2 separate regions of the Anser cygnoides genome follow, and region 1 is linked to region 2. A link is a contact called in public Hi-C data. All regions are on one chromosome and are shown on one strand. Each heading gives the region's core, a stretch centred on a gene start, on an enhancer-like site or on the middle of the called end of the contact. The rest is flanking DNA. Distances are from core to core; before and after follow the strand shown. Region 1 holds the start of VPS35L (VPS35 endosomal protein sorting factor like). Region 2 holds the start of GPRC5B (G protein-coupled receptor class C group 5 member B).

Region 1 (6,311 bases), core at 990-3,489, 130 kb before region 2:
AGAAATGGTAAACATACTTTGTTTTTTCCAGATGATGACATATTCATACAATCATATTTAAGTAATAAAGGGCTGCAAAGCTCTAATACTGTGGAAAATTGCATGTTAAACTTATTAGATCTTCATACTACTGTGTACACATAAGATTCATAACATTATTTAAAGAAGACCGTAGAGCAACATTAAGTTAATTCATGACTTAACACTCTGTAATTCTTGTATCTCTCATAAAATTTTTGCAAATTGCAATTTCTGTGTATGGTTGCCACCATAAATAAGTCACGCGTATATATTTTTAGTTTCATACCATAAAGTTAAATCAGTTAAATAAGCAAAAATATAATCCTTAAACAAAACTGAGCTCTTCAGTCAGTGAATTTGTCAGCAGCCTTTCTGGATGTGTTTGTGTAAATGCGATTACCTAACTTCATGGCTGCTGAATTGAACAGATACGGATCCAGATTAACTACTGGACAGACAGATGTACTTGCAAAGACTGTACTGAAACTGCCCCTTTCTGCACATGGTAGATCAAACCATTGTGCTGGAAGTCCTATGATTTTTTTTCCTTCCTGTCTGTGGCACTTTGTTACAGAAATAATTTTAGCCGAGATTAAGAGAAGTATATGTTCAACAAAAACATGAGACGGCAAGATTTTAATTGTTTTATCATTTCAGACTTGCACATGATTGTCTATAATAATAATTCATATGCCTTATGTTTTCTTTTTGACATCTGCAGTTTTTCTGAGCAGTTTCTCTTGTACCATGATCTAACAGCCCTTGTACTGAAATAACGTTTCCTGGTCTCGGGGGGGGGGGGGGGGGGGGGGGTTAAAAACCTCTACCAAAACCCAAGAAAAACAGTCTCTCATTTAAGAAAATCTAATACTGAAATATCATGTTCATATTTTGTCTTGGTTGTCATACTGATGGATATTATTCTTCAACATGAGGTGAGTGGAAGTCTCTAAGTTCTTTCTCTTAATGAACTGGTGATGGGATGTTAACATTAGAAACCAGAGGAAAAGCTTGGTTATTTAAGTCTTTGCAGTGCTCACTTCTTTGCTCTTTTACCCTAGCACTAGGGAACTGATTACTTAAATGTGAAATGGGTTATATTTTGTTTTCTTCCTGGTATCAGTACAATGCAACCTTGCAGGCTTTGTAACATAGGGACACTGATAAAGGAGAAAAAGGACTGATAAGTTCTATTGGGTTAAACAATAACTGTAAAAAGGAGGATTAATAGTAGGATGAAGAGAGTTATCTTCAGCGACAGCGATGAACAAATTGGCTTGCTTGTGGCACTAGTTGTGACCTCTATCAGTAAGTGTGTCCTCTGCAGCTAGTTACGTCGTTAAAAACAAATGTTTTGTACCAAGTGATACCAGATTGCTTATGTAGAAAAGGCAAAATGCTTCCTAAATACTTTGAAGATGTCACTGCTCAGTGGCTCTGTGCTGTAGCTTTTATTTGAAAGCTTTGGGGTGCCTTCCCTAATGGTGCAAATGTAACAGTTTACACCACTGGAGAACCTGCCTCCTTCATATAAATTCTATGGCTCTTTAAAATTTCAGATGTAATCCAAAAAATGCCTGAGACAAGCTTCCTGCTTACTCAGTAGTCATCAAAATGCTGTTTTGATTTCCTTTGTTTGAAAACTCCAGAAACAGGAGTGGAAAACATCTCAAAGGGGAAAAATACTGACAAGTGTAACCTGTGCTGCAGGTGGCAAAGCTTGCTGTTGATATATCAGAGCTAAAGACTGATGCTTTTAAAGGATGTTTTATATACTGTATTTATTATTAGCATAGGCAATATGTTGACATAAAGATTGGTTTAGTGTGTGAGTAAAACTGAATGCTTACCTTCAGGTCAGGTTTCACACCTGAGCCTCTTTTACTTTAAGCATGTTTCCAATGTGTGTAATAAGGCCTTGTAGCACAACTTCGTTTGTTTTTAATGAACTTTCATGCGGCCTTTCTCTTGACAAGTGCCAGAATTTGTTTTTTGTACTTGATCTGTGTTTTTTATTTAAACATATTTAATTTATCTTTTTGTGTGCGACTGTAATATCATTACAGAAGTGTATTTATTTTTGTACTTTCGTTTTCACCGGTCTTGCTTTTTACTTAAACATATTGCACAATAAACCTGCGATCTTTCAAAAGACCTGTACTGTTTGTTTGTTTTCCCCCTAATTTTAAGAAAATCGCCGCGTTAATTAGGACAGGGCCTTTGGATGGGGCGGGGCGGGAAATGGCGGCGGAAGGCTCGGCCCGGCCGCGGCACCACGTGACGGGGGGGCAAGATGGCCGCCTTCCCCTGGTGAGCCTGTGGGAGGGGGCCGGGGGCGGGCAGGGCCGGGGGCCGAGGCTCCCGAGGGGGCCGCCGGGCTCTGCGGCTCCGTGAGGGGGGCGCGGCGGGGGGCGAAGCCCTCGGGAAGCGAAGCCCCGGCGGGGTTCGGGGCCGCTGGGCCTGAGGGGGCTGAGGCGGCGGCGGGGGGTCCTGGAGCGTCCCCTGGGGTCGTGGCGCCGCGGTCCCCCCTCAGGCTGCCGGGGGAGGCGGGGGGGAAAGCGGCTGAGGGGGGCGGTGGCTGAGGGAGCGGGCTGCTGAGAGCCTTTATGGCCTCTTTGTTTATTTTGCTGAAGTAAGCAAAATAATTAGTTTAGAGCAGTTCATTTCTGGCTTGGTGTGATCCTGCTGGATTTTATGATGCCCCTCTAAGAGGAAGGGGCAGGGGAGATAACGGAGGTTCAGTCCCGTCGTGCCCAGCGGATGTCGCTGTTGATCCCCAGCAGGGCAGGAGTTGGAGCCGCCTTGGTGGGTACCGTGAGGTGAAGATTTCTGTGGAGAGAATTTAAATTTGCTACCAAGAGCTTTAGTTTCCATTAATTATCTTCCACGAGCTCACTGGGAGTGGTTGCTGTGGTTGTGGGCACGCACTGAAGAAGCAGAGTCCAGGCAGCAACACGAAGTGTTTCCACAGGAGCACAGCATCCCGATGGGGAAGCTGCGCTTTGTAGTTATGGCGAGGAAGGATAAAGGGGGCTCTGTCACTGACAAAGTGAAGGAAAATATGTTTGTAGCTATTTTTTTTCCAAACTTATTTTTCGTTATAAATAAGCTATGTTTCTGGAAGGCTTGCTCTCCTGATGCAGCTGATTTACTAGAGTCCTGAGCAAACTAGCAGTGGAGCTTAACATAGAATCAAGAAAAGTAAAATGCAGTTATTGGGTTGACATAAATTTCCTATATGTGTATATATTCATGCTGAAAGTCATCTCTTTTTTGTTATTAACATGAGTGAACACTTATATTTAATGTAAAGTGGAAATAATTTGTAGCTGAAAAAGTTTGTTGATGAAACCAGTTGAAATTTTACAACGTCAGAGCCATGCTTTTTAAAATAAAGCATTTTGCACTGCAGTGAATTTAGAACTTCTATTTACGCAGCTAAGAAAATCTGAGGGTGTAAGACAGTTGTAACCCATGAGGTGGCTGTTGGAATTGCTGGTATGCCTGTAGTGTGCCCTAGTGACCCTGCAGAAACTGCAAGGAACAGGTAGGGCTGCAACTCCCCGATTTCAGGCGGGCTGGGAGCTGAAACAGCTCCAGTAGCCTGTGGGGTAAGGTAATAGCAGTCCCAGGAAAAAGTACCATTTGCCATGAGGAGGCTGGCCATCTGGCAGGTGTTCAAGGTTGATGGCAACCGCAGTAATCCTCCTGTGTGGAAAAAGGTTGAAAACTGCTGTGGGGACAGTACCTGCAGGCAGGGGCGTATCCTGCTGTATGCACTGCAGGTGAAAACCTGACTTGGCCTGAGTCTTGTTTTCTCCTGGAAGCTGGCTGTGCTGCTGTGGCCGAGAAAGGAGAGCTTAATCTGCTTTCCCTAGAGGAGAGGCAAAACATCATGGCAACTCCTTACTCGTATTAGTTCCATTACAAGCTGCGTTGATCACTTCATCACATTGTAAATGCACTTTCTAAAGACTTATTTACGGGGTAAACAGCTCTTCTTCATTCCCACACGTGTATTCGACATGTATGCATGCCCAGTGATGCTTTATGGTATGGTTACAATACAACTGATTTTGGCCTGGGAATGGTGTGCCAAGGGGGAGCTGTGAGCAGCGTCTCTCTTTACTGTTGGTGTGGAAATATAAGTAAAGGAGGTATGGAAATACTGGCAGAACAGTAACTGAGCAATGGCAGTGCCGTAATTAGGAAGCCAGAGTTTGTCGGAAAGTTTGTTCACCCAAATGCTAATTAACCCATGAAGTAAGTGAATAAGGAGAATAAAGCATGGGACAATAGTAAATTACAGAGACTATTCACGTGTAAAGACTGATGCATACAGTCGACATCTTTTTTTAGTTTCCTTTTTGTCCTGCTTTTGCTTAGAACTCTAGGTAAGAGCAAGCTTTACCTGGACATCTGCATTCTTGCAGTACCACAGGAACCAAGGGCATGAGAGCTGAGGAGGGAATTTTACTCCTCTTTAACTGTTTTTTGGACAGGATTTTTAAATTCAACTTTTTTTTTTTTTTTTTTTTTAAACGGAGGGGTGTATGGTACATATTTATATTAGAGCTGGCTCCTTCACACAGCTGAAATTCGTACTAATGACTTTGTGTCTGAGTAGGAATAGCCATATGCATTAGATTTTGTGGGAAGGATGTATATTATGTGGGGTGAGTGTTTTGTTTCTGTTAGGAGCCCGATTCAAGACACCTTTGCATATCCACTGTTTTCACTCATGGATGCTTTACTAACATAAGGCCTTAGTGCATGCTATAATCTTTCTCAAGATTCTGAATGAAGCAGGAAAGAACAATTGACTGTGCTGTACATCTCAAAAGTTAAAAAGAAATGAAGAAATTGTGGCAGGTGGAATGCAGAGAAAACCTTTTGAAATATATTTTTTTAGATAGTAGTAGTTACTGCCTGGATCTCTTTCTGCCTTAGTTCTCAGCTATAGCTGATGGAAGGTACCATGTGGTAGCTGTGATGTTACTTGTTTGGGGAAAGCAGCTGTCCTATGTATTTTTGTCACCTTGTGTTTTCAGTTCCCTGTTTTAACAGTACTACTGTTGCATACATTAAAAAAACATACTGTTGCATACATACATTTCATATATTCACATATTATTGTGCCCCTGTACTCGGCTCTGGTGAGGCCGCACCTCGAGTACTGTGTTCAGTTTTGGGCCCCTCGCTACAGGAAGGACACGGATGTGCTTGAGCGAGTCCAGAGAAGGGCGACCAAGCTGGTGAGGGGTCTGGAGAACAAGTCTTACGAGGAGCGGCTGAGGGAGCTGGGCTTGTTCAGCCTGGAGAAGAGGAGGCTCAGGGGCGACCTCATCGCTCTCTACAGTTACCTGAAAGGAGGCTGTAGAGAGGTGGGGGTTGGTCTGTTCTCCCACGTGCCTGGTGACAGGACGAGGGGGAATGGGCGAAAGTTGCGCCAGGGGAGGTTTAGGTTGGATGTTAGGAAGTACTTCTTTACCAAAAGGGTTGTTAGGCATTGGAACGGGCTGCCCAGGGAGGTGGTGGAGTCACCATCCCTGGAGGTCTTTAAAAGACGTTTAGATGTAGAGCTTAGCGATATGGTTTAGTGGAGTACTTAGTGTTAGGTCGGAGGTTGGACTCGATGATCTTGAGGTCTCTTCCAACCTAGAAATCTGTGATACTGTGATACTGTGTGTGTGATACTGACGTGTTGTAAGAGATATTAGAAAGCACATGGAACTCTTCATTCTCTTTTAAAGTTGTCACCAGTGCTAGTCAGGGAAGTTGTGGTTTCCCCTTTTCTGCCTTCCTACATTGTCAAGCGTTCTTTAAAAGCCTTTTAAAATATAAATTTATATTTGAGCAATTAAAAATAGGATGGATGGTGCGTTGTAAAAAAGAGCAGTGTCCTTAAACTGTGGTTGATAAAATGTATTACTGTTAGTTCCTAGTGGCAACATTACTTTACTCCAATATTTTTATTTATGTTGATTTCTGGAATCAAGTCATTTTTAAATTAGAAATGCAGATGGTTCTCTCTTAATTTCAGATTAGAAATAAAAATTGAAGTGCCTGTGGTTTTGTGATTTATTTCACTTAATGACATACTTAATTTTGTAGGAGAGGCAAGGCTTTTTATACAAGGGCTTGTCCACAGTGCAAGCATACAAGTACTGATAGTTTTTTTCCTCATCATTTTACTTTTTTGACTTTCATTATGAGTACAGTGAACAGATGGAAATAGATTTCCCATGAAAGAGCTTTGCAGCTACACAAATTAATCTGTGCAGGCCCTC
Region 2 (6,185 bases), core at 2,700-5,199:
AAAATTGTTATGCTCGATAAATCTCTTTACGAGTACAGAATTAACTAGAAGGAAACATTCTGAAGGTAACTTCGGAATCCCTTCTACACATAGGCGGTTCTTACTCCAACTAGTGCATTTACTTTTTAGGATATCCAAAACATCCAAAAAAAAAAGTGGGGAATGGTCAGCACCTGCTGGTACAAAGGGAGGAAATCCACTAGGATCTAAGGCAATGCTGCAAACCATGGGTACCAATTTCAAGAAGCAGGAGGTCATGTGGAAAGTTACTCAAAACTCATCCTCAAACAATGTCTCCTAAATTGGAAACAATAAACAGCCCTTTAAATGAGGATCATGTTAATTTTCCACTACCCTACCACTTAAAAATGATGATATACATGCACTAAATTGGTTTTAATACTAGCTTTGTTTATTCACTGCTCTCCAAAGACCTGGGGGGTAATGAATTAAGTGCAAGTATCTCTAGTTCTAAGATATTTTCCAGTTTTCTGGTTACTTTATTCATGTCATGTAACCCTCATGTGATTGAGCTATTCTAGGACAGTCTGTTTCCATGGAGATTGTGCTGCATGGGTAAGCAGTCATATTGTCAGCCCATCATTTGTTTCCTCTTCCTATTTGGAAGTGTTTGCGAAGGGAGGGTTAATACATTTGGAGTATTTTCCCCTGCTTGAAGGAGTAGTCTCTTTAGGAAAGAGGGAAACACAGAAATTCAGAGATGTTCAACTCGGGAGTTTTCCCAAGTTTCTTCCCTCTGTGAAATTACTTTTGGGAGAGCCGACAGAAATAAACAGTAGTTCTCTTAGAAAGCTCCAATGTAGTTACAGTATAAAACAAGAAATCTCTAGGATTGCTGACAGGTATTCTTGGTGTGCAATCACATTCCCATCACATGTCAGCAAGTCATGCTGAACAGTAGATGCTTTCTACATCAAAGCTTTCAAACTGGGCTTCCTCCAAATGAGGAAGCTTCTCCTTGTCACTGCTATATATATAGCCACATTTGCAACCAGTTTACTACATACTTCTGCCTGACTAGGTAAGAACTGGCAACATTAATATGCAAGCCCCATTATGATACCAGCCCAAAACCTCTTGCTAGCACTGTTACTCAGCACTGAACTCTCACCGGTACATAGACGAGGAAAAACTGCATTACAACACTGAAGTTTTAGCTTTAGCTGAAACCACAAACTGAGTAAGTAAAAGAGAAAACTGTAAAGCCTTTTTTTTCCAGAAAAGTTGTTTTGGAAAAGCAAAGTATATCAGTATGGGTTTCTTGTTAATATAGTGCCTTCCTCAAGCCTGTGTTGTGGGTGGAGAGGCAGAAGCCCGTGCGTCTCGATTTTACTACGGAATCTCGTCTCTGCTTATTATTCCCAGTAGCTACATAAATCAGTGACTGTAGGAGAGTAGTATTTTTACCTCTTTATGTCTAGATTAGCTCTCAGCAAAGTTACGCAACCTCTCGGCAGTAACAATAGCTCTCTGTTTGACTGGCACCTCACTCCTACTACCACCGGAGAGCTACAGCAATAGTAATGCAGAAATGTCACAGAAACATTCCAGCACAGACACAGTCAGCGACACCAACGTATCTCCGGCAGAGCTGAATGAAACTGTTAATACAGAAGGAAATCAGCTTGATTTTTTTTGTCCCCAGATCCCCCTCCAAATTGCAGTACGACTGGTTAAGCCAACATACCTGGACCCGAGAGCAATCACAAGCACATAAAATGAATCAAGGAGCTTTAGGTATTTCAGGCATAAGCAGCAAACAAACAGTAGGATGGCTTGCAAATCCAGTCCTCAATTTTCAGTCCAAAATCTGTACTCAGTTACCAAGCACAAACTGCTGTTTGCAGCAGAGTGAAGTCCCCTGCGCTATCGGGTGTAGGGGACAGTGCGAGAACCGGTACAGAAATGGCAGACACGGAGCTGCCCCAGCGGTACAAAGTACAATTGCAAGCAACTGAGCAGAAAGAGAAAAATCTCACAGTTGTCATCAAAAAGTTGTCATGGTTAAAAATCAGCGAGGCTTTCAAGAGCTGAAGCCTTCTGACCAAAGACTGCAAATCTCTTACCTAATCAAACACATACTGCTGTATGCTGTTAGAGAATATCTATAGCAAGAATAAATCTGTAACCATGCAAAGGTTTATGTTATTTACGCTTAGATGCATTGTCCGATCCCCTTCTTACAGTCCTAACGTTAATCAACTGATACAGGAGAATGCATCCAATCTCAGAAAAGGAAAACAGCCCAGTAAATAAAAGCAGTAGTAGCACAAATAGTAACCTGCTCTGCCATGCACAGGCAAAAGACTGGTTCACTGTAGCATTTCCAAAGAAAACCGCCCCCACCACCAAGTGTTGTGGAGAGATGGTAGCAAGCGAGGAATTAATCACAACACGGGATCTCTGCCAGCTGCTTTTGATCAGATTTGAAGAATGAGCTCCAAGACTGATAACAGAGCAGCAACAGCCAAGCCAAGATCAGACTACTGAGGAGATGTATTTCTAGAATAATAATTAATAGTACAATTGCACTTTGTATGCAAAAACACAACCCTGGTTCAGATTTACCCTGCGTTGGAATAACCCACGTAATGCTCACAGCTACAGAAAGCATGACCCCACTCCAAAAGACGTAGGAAGATGTGTTTTCATTTAGAAATACTTTGCGATGCTGAATGTTATATGAAATGATCTTTCAGCTGTTCTAGGTGCTCACCATTTCCTTTGGTCAGACCCTGTATATTCTCTGTGCCTAAATGCTTATGACTACAAAATCTGGTCTTATTATGCTACTATCGACCAATGACACCAATCAATGTTTTTTCTTTGCTTTGCTAATTCTCAAAACTGTTTCTCTTCATGTCACAGCCTCGTGACGGAGGGGTTCCCTTCACCTGATGGCCCTGATGCAGTGAGACAACACCTCAGCACCCACATCCCCGGCTGATAAGCAGCATGTAAAGCACCGCACAGGCTCCGTGCTCCAGCAACGAGAACCCACTGAGGTGTCGAGGTTCAGCGGGCAGGAAATCCTGTTAGCCTTGGGATAAACATCAGGTCAGGCGTAAACAAAGGGTTCACATAAGTGCTAAATCCTATCGCTATTTAGCTTTGGGCAGAAGCAGTACAGAGGGAGGGCTTTTTATTAAGTGGAAATTAAACCGCTGGCGGTGCTCAGCCCTCCCGAGTCGCGCTGCACCCCGACCTGGGGCTCCCACCTTCCAGCTGAGGCCGGGACCAGGCAGAAAGGAGCAGCCAGGGGCCAGCAAAAGGCTTCTCCCCCCGGTCCCGGTCCCGGTCCCGTTGCCCGGCCCGGAGCACAGCGCCCGGTGCCGGCGGGCGCTTCCCCGCCTGCAGCCGCTTCCCCGCTCCCCCTTAATCCTCCCGCACCGCCTCCTCCTCCCCGCCCGCACCGAGCCCGCTCCAGCCCGCTCCCCTTCGGCCCCCCGCTCCTTCCTCTCCCCTCTGTCCTCCCAGGCTCTCTCTCCCTCCCCCAGCCTGGCTCAAAGCCCCCTCCTCGCCAGCCCTTCCCGGCGGGGGCAGCCCCCTCCTCCGCCCCCCTCTCCTGCCCTATATCCACCCTAATCCCCCTGCCGGACTCCCTGCAGCCTGCTGTCTGCTGCCGGCCACCGGGCTAATTCCGCGGGCACAGCTCGGGGCCGGCACCTCCGGGGGCCGGGAACTGGGGAATGGGGACCGGGGGCTGGGAAACGGGGACCGGGACCGGGGACCACTCACCCGCTGGCTGCTGCAGCCGAGGCCGGCGGGGCAGCTGTGTCCGCCTGCCCGCCGCAAGTCACATCCCGGAGCCTGCGAGCACCGAGCCCCCCCGAGGCTGCTCATGGAGCGCCTGGCCCCGGCACGGCACGGCACGGAGCGGTGCGCTGCCCGCCCTGCTCTGCACCCTCCGCCCCGCTGCGCTCCGACCCGGCGGCCAGCCCCCTCCCACCGCCCCGCCCCGGCACGGCACGGCTCGGCTCGGCACGTATCCACCTCCACGGGCACCGGCACGGCACGGCTCGCCCCCAGCCCGGCCGGATTGCTGCTGCGAGGTGCAGGGACCGCAGGGCACGGGGAGCAAGCACCGTGCGCACCCAGGCGTGCGGTCCTCCGCGCCCCGGGGCTGTGCGGACGGGGTGCGAGAAATACGGGCTGCAAACCCATCCCGGCACGTCGGCTGCGTGTGCACACCTCCGGCTGGTTTGGGGATGTCAGGGGAGGGAGGCTTGGCAGTTCCGTGGCAGCTGGGGGTTTGCGATGGGCTGGAAATATTCACCCCATCTGCCTCCAATGCACGTGTCCAACCTGCTGCTACCTTAGACATTCAGAAGAGAGAAACTGTATTGAGCAAGCGACATTTTCCAGGTTGCTTATGCAGCACAATTCAGGAATAGGCCCTGTGAGCGCATGGGGCCCCGCAAAGGCGATGCTCGGAGCCGGTCGGTGCCTCCCAGCTCGCAATGAGCAGCTCACGTCCCCCTTCCCTGCTTCTGCACAGCCCAGCTCTGGGAAAGCTGCAACCCCTCCGAAAGCAGATGCTGTGTTCACAGGACAGGGCTTCCTGCAGACTTCAGAAGGAGTTATTTGTAGCAGGGAAAGACAGCTTCAATTGGGGATGTTCACTGAACAGCAGAAACTTGTCTGCCTTTTAAGCCTTTAGAGTACATCTGTGCGACGCCCCTGTGACTGGCAGCCGCTGTGTGTTGTGCGTCAGTGTTTTGATGCTTTCAAACTGCTAACGGGAAACTGGGCAGACACAACTGCAACGGCGTTGTCAGTGGGAAGCGATGGACACCCGTCCTTCCTGACCACAGGTAGCGCGCTGTGCATCTTGCCAGGCTTCCATGTTCAGAGCCTTTCAAAGGGAAACTGCCGAAATGTGTTCTCCAACACAGATCTGTAACCTTTAAACAGCCTCATGCTAGCATGCATGGGTTCATTTAGATGTCACTTGTTATGTCCTGGGGGGTTACCTGAACTTCTCAGGGTAGCTGACGTGCGGTAAATCAGATGGTGCTGTTGCAATGCGATTCCCTGTGTGTAGGCTGGGCAGCAGGAGGAGAACAGCTGCAACAGAACAATTTCACGTTTCTGCTCTTTTCTCCCTTGCTGATTCTGGATTTTAGGCACTGGCGTTATTTGAGTCACATGTAAGCAATAATACCCTGCCCTTGCATCAGTCGATATCTACGCGCTATACAAAGTAAACCAGGAAAATTTTACAGAAACTGAGGCAGTGAGAAGTGAAGTGGCTGTGAGCTGCCCAAGGTCACTCGGCAGCCTGGCAGGAGAGTAAAAAGTACCGATTCACCAGCTCCGCCTGTACCCCCGCTCTGGCTCGGGAGCGTGAGCCAGCACCTGCGTACTACAGTAACAAGCAAAGACCTTCTTGTATATGTGTGTTTCTTTAAACACACAGAGTTCTCTGTACCGCGCTGGATACAGCGAGGTAGACCAGAGGGGAGGATGAATCACAAGAATTCATGTGATAAAGGTCTTGGCCCGCTCACAATGGAGCAATGTACTGAGCCCTTCAGCAAATGCAAATTTTTGTCATTGTTCCCTTCCCTCTGTGCATCCCTAGCACAACTCTTGGTACCAGTAAAGGAAATGGCCTCCTCCATTTGCCTTTTACTGGCAGAGCAGGGACAATAATGCTCCTCTCAACAATTACTGGTGGAGCATTAACAAATAAGCCTGATTTCTGTCCCAATGAAGCATTTTTTTTAGTATTAGCTGCCATGAAACTGTGAAGGATAGAACACAGAATTACCAAGGACTATTGTGGAGTAGTTGGACTAAACCATAGCTCCCTTTGCATTACTTTCTTCTGATAGTTAACTTTAAAAATATGTTCTGAAAATATGTTTTTATTAAGGGGAAAAGAATTTTCATCAGCAAACCACTAGCTCATTCCTTCCCCCAAGAGAATGAGAAGGTAGAAGGGTGGAGCAGCTGCTGTGAGCCAGGTGGGCCGTAGGAATTCCCTGGTTGAAAGTGGTGCTCCCAGCTCCTACCCCACTTGCTAGGACTGCCCATGAAGTGCACCCTGCTGTGGCTGCAGCCAGCGGCTGCCTGCATGTGAGCGCTGCTCGGAGGAGGCTGGGGAAGGGGTGAGATGTGCAAGGCCCAGGTAAAGGGGAAATCTAGAAAACTGATTATGC

The links. A called contact is a pair of places that touch in the nucleus more often than the background predicts.
Region 1: a Hi-C map of liver shows a contact between it and region 2, with 3 times the contacts expected there. The contact joins the promoter of VPS35L here to the promoter of GPRC5B in region 2. A contact is called at or near these places in 3 of 7 Hi-C or Micro-C datasets (all in liver).

What each region holds. Positions count from the first base shown.
Region 1 is chr15:8,772,606-8,778,916 of Taihu_goose_T2T_genome, reverse strand. It overlaps VPS35L (VPS35 endosomal protein sorting factor like), which reads left to right and starts at 2,239. Exons shown (of 31, transcript XM_048060363.2): 1 at 2,239-2,331. The coding sequence starts at 2,315. It overlaps CCP110 (centriolar coiled-coil protein 110), which reads left to right. Exons shown (of 16, transcript XM_013176964.3): 16 at 1-825.
Region 2 is chr15:8,642,427-8,648,611 of Taihu_goose_T2T_genome, reverse strand. GPRC5B (G protein-coupled receptor class C group 5 member B) reads right to left here and starts at 3,949. Exons shown (of 4, transcript XM_048060716.2): 1 at 3,760-3,949. LOC106033474 (acyl-coenzyme A synthetase ACSM4, mitochondrial-like) reads left to right here and starts at 2,870. Exons shown (of 33, transcript XM_066977917.1): 1 at 2,870-3,078.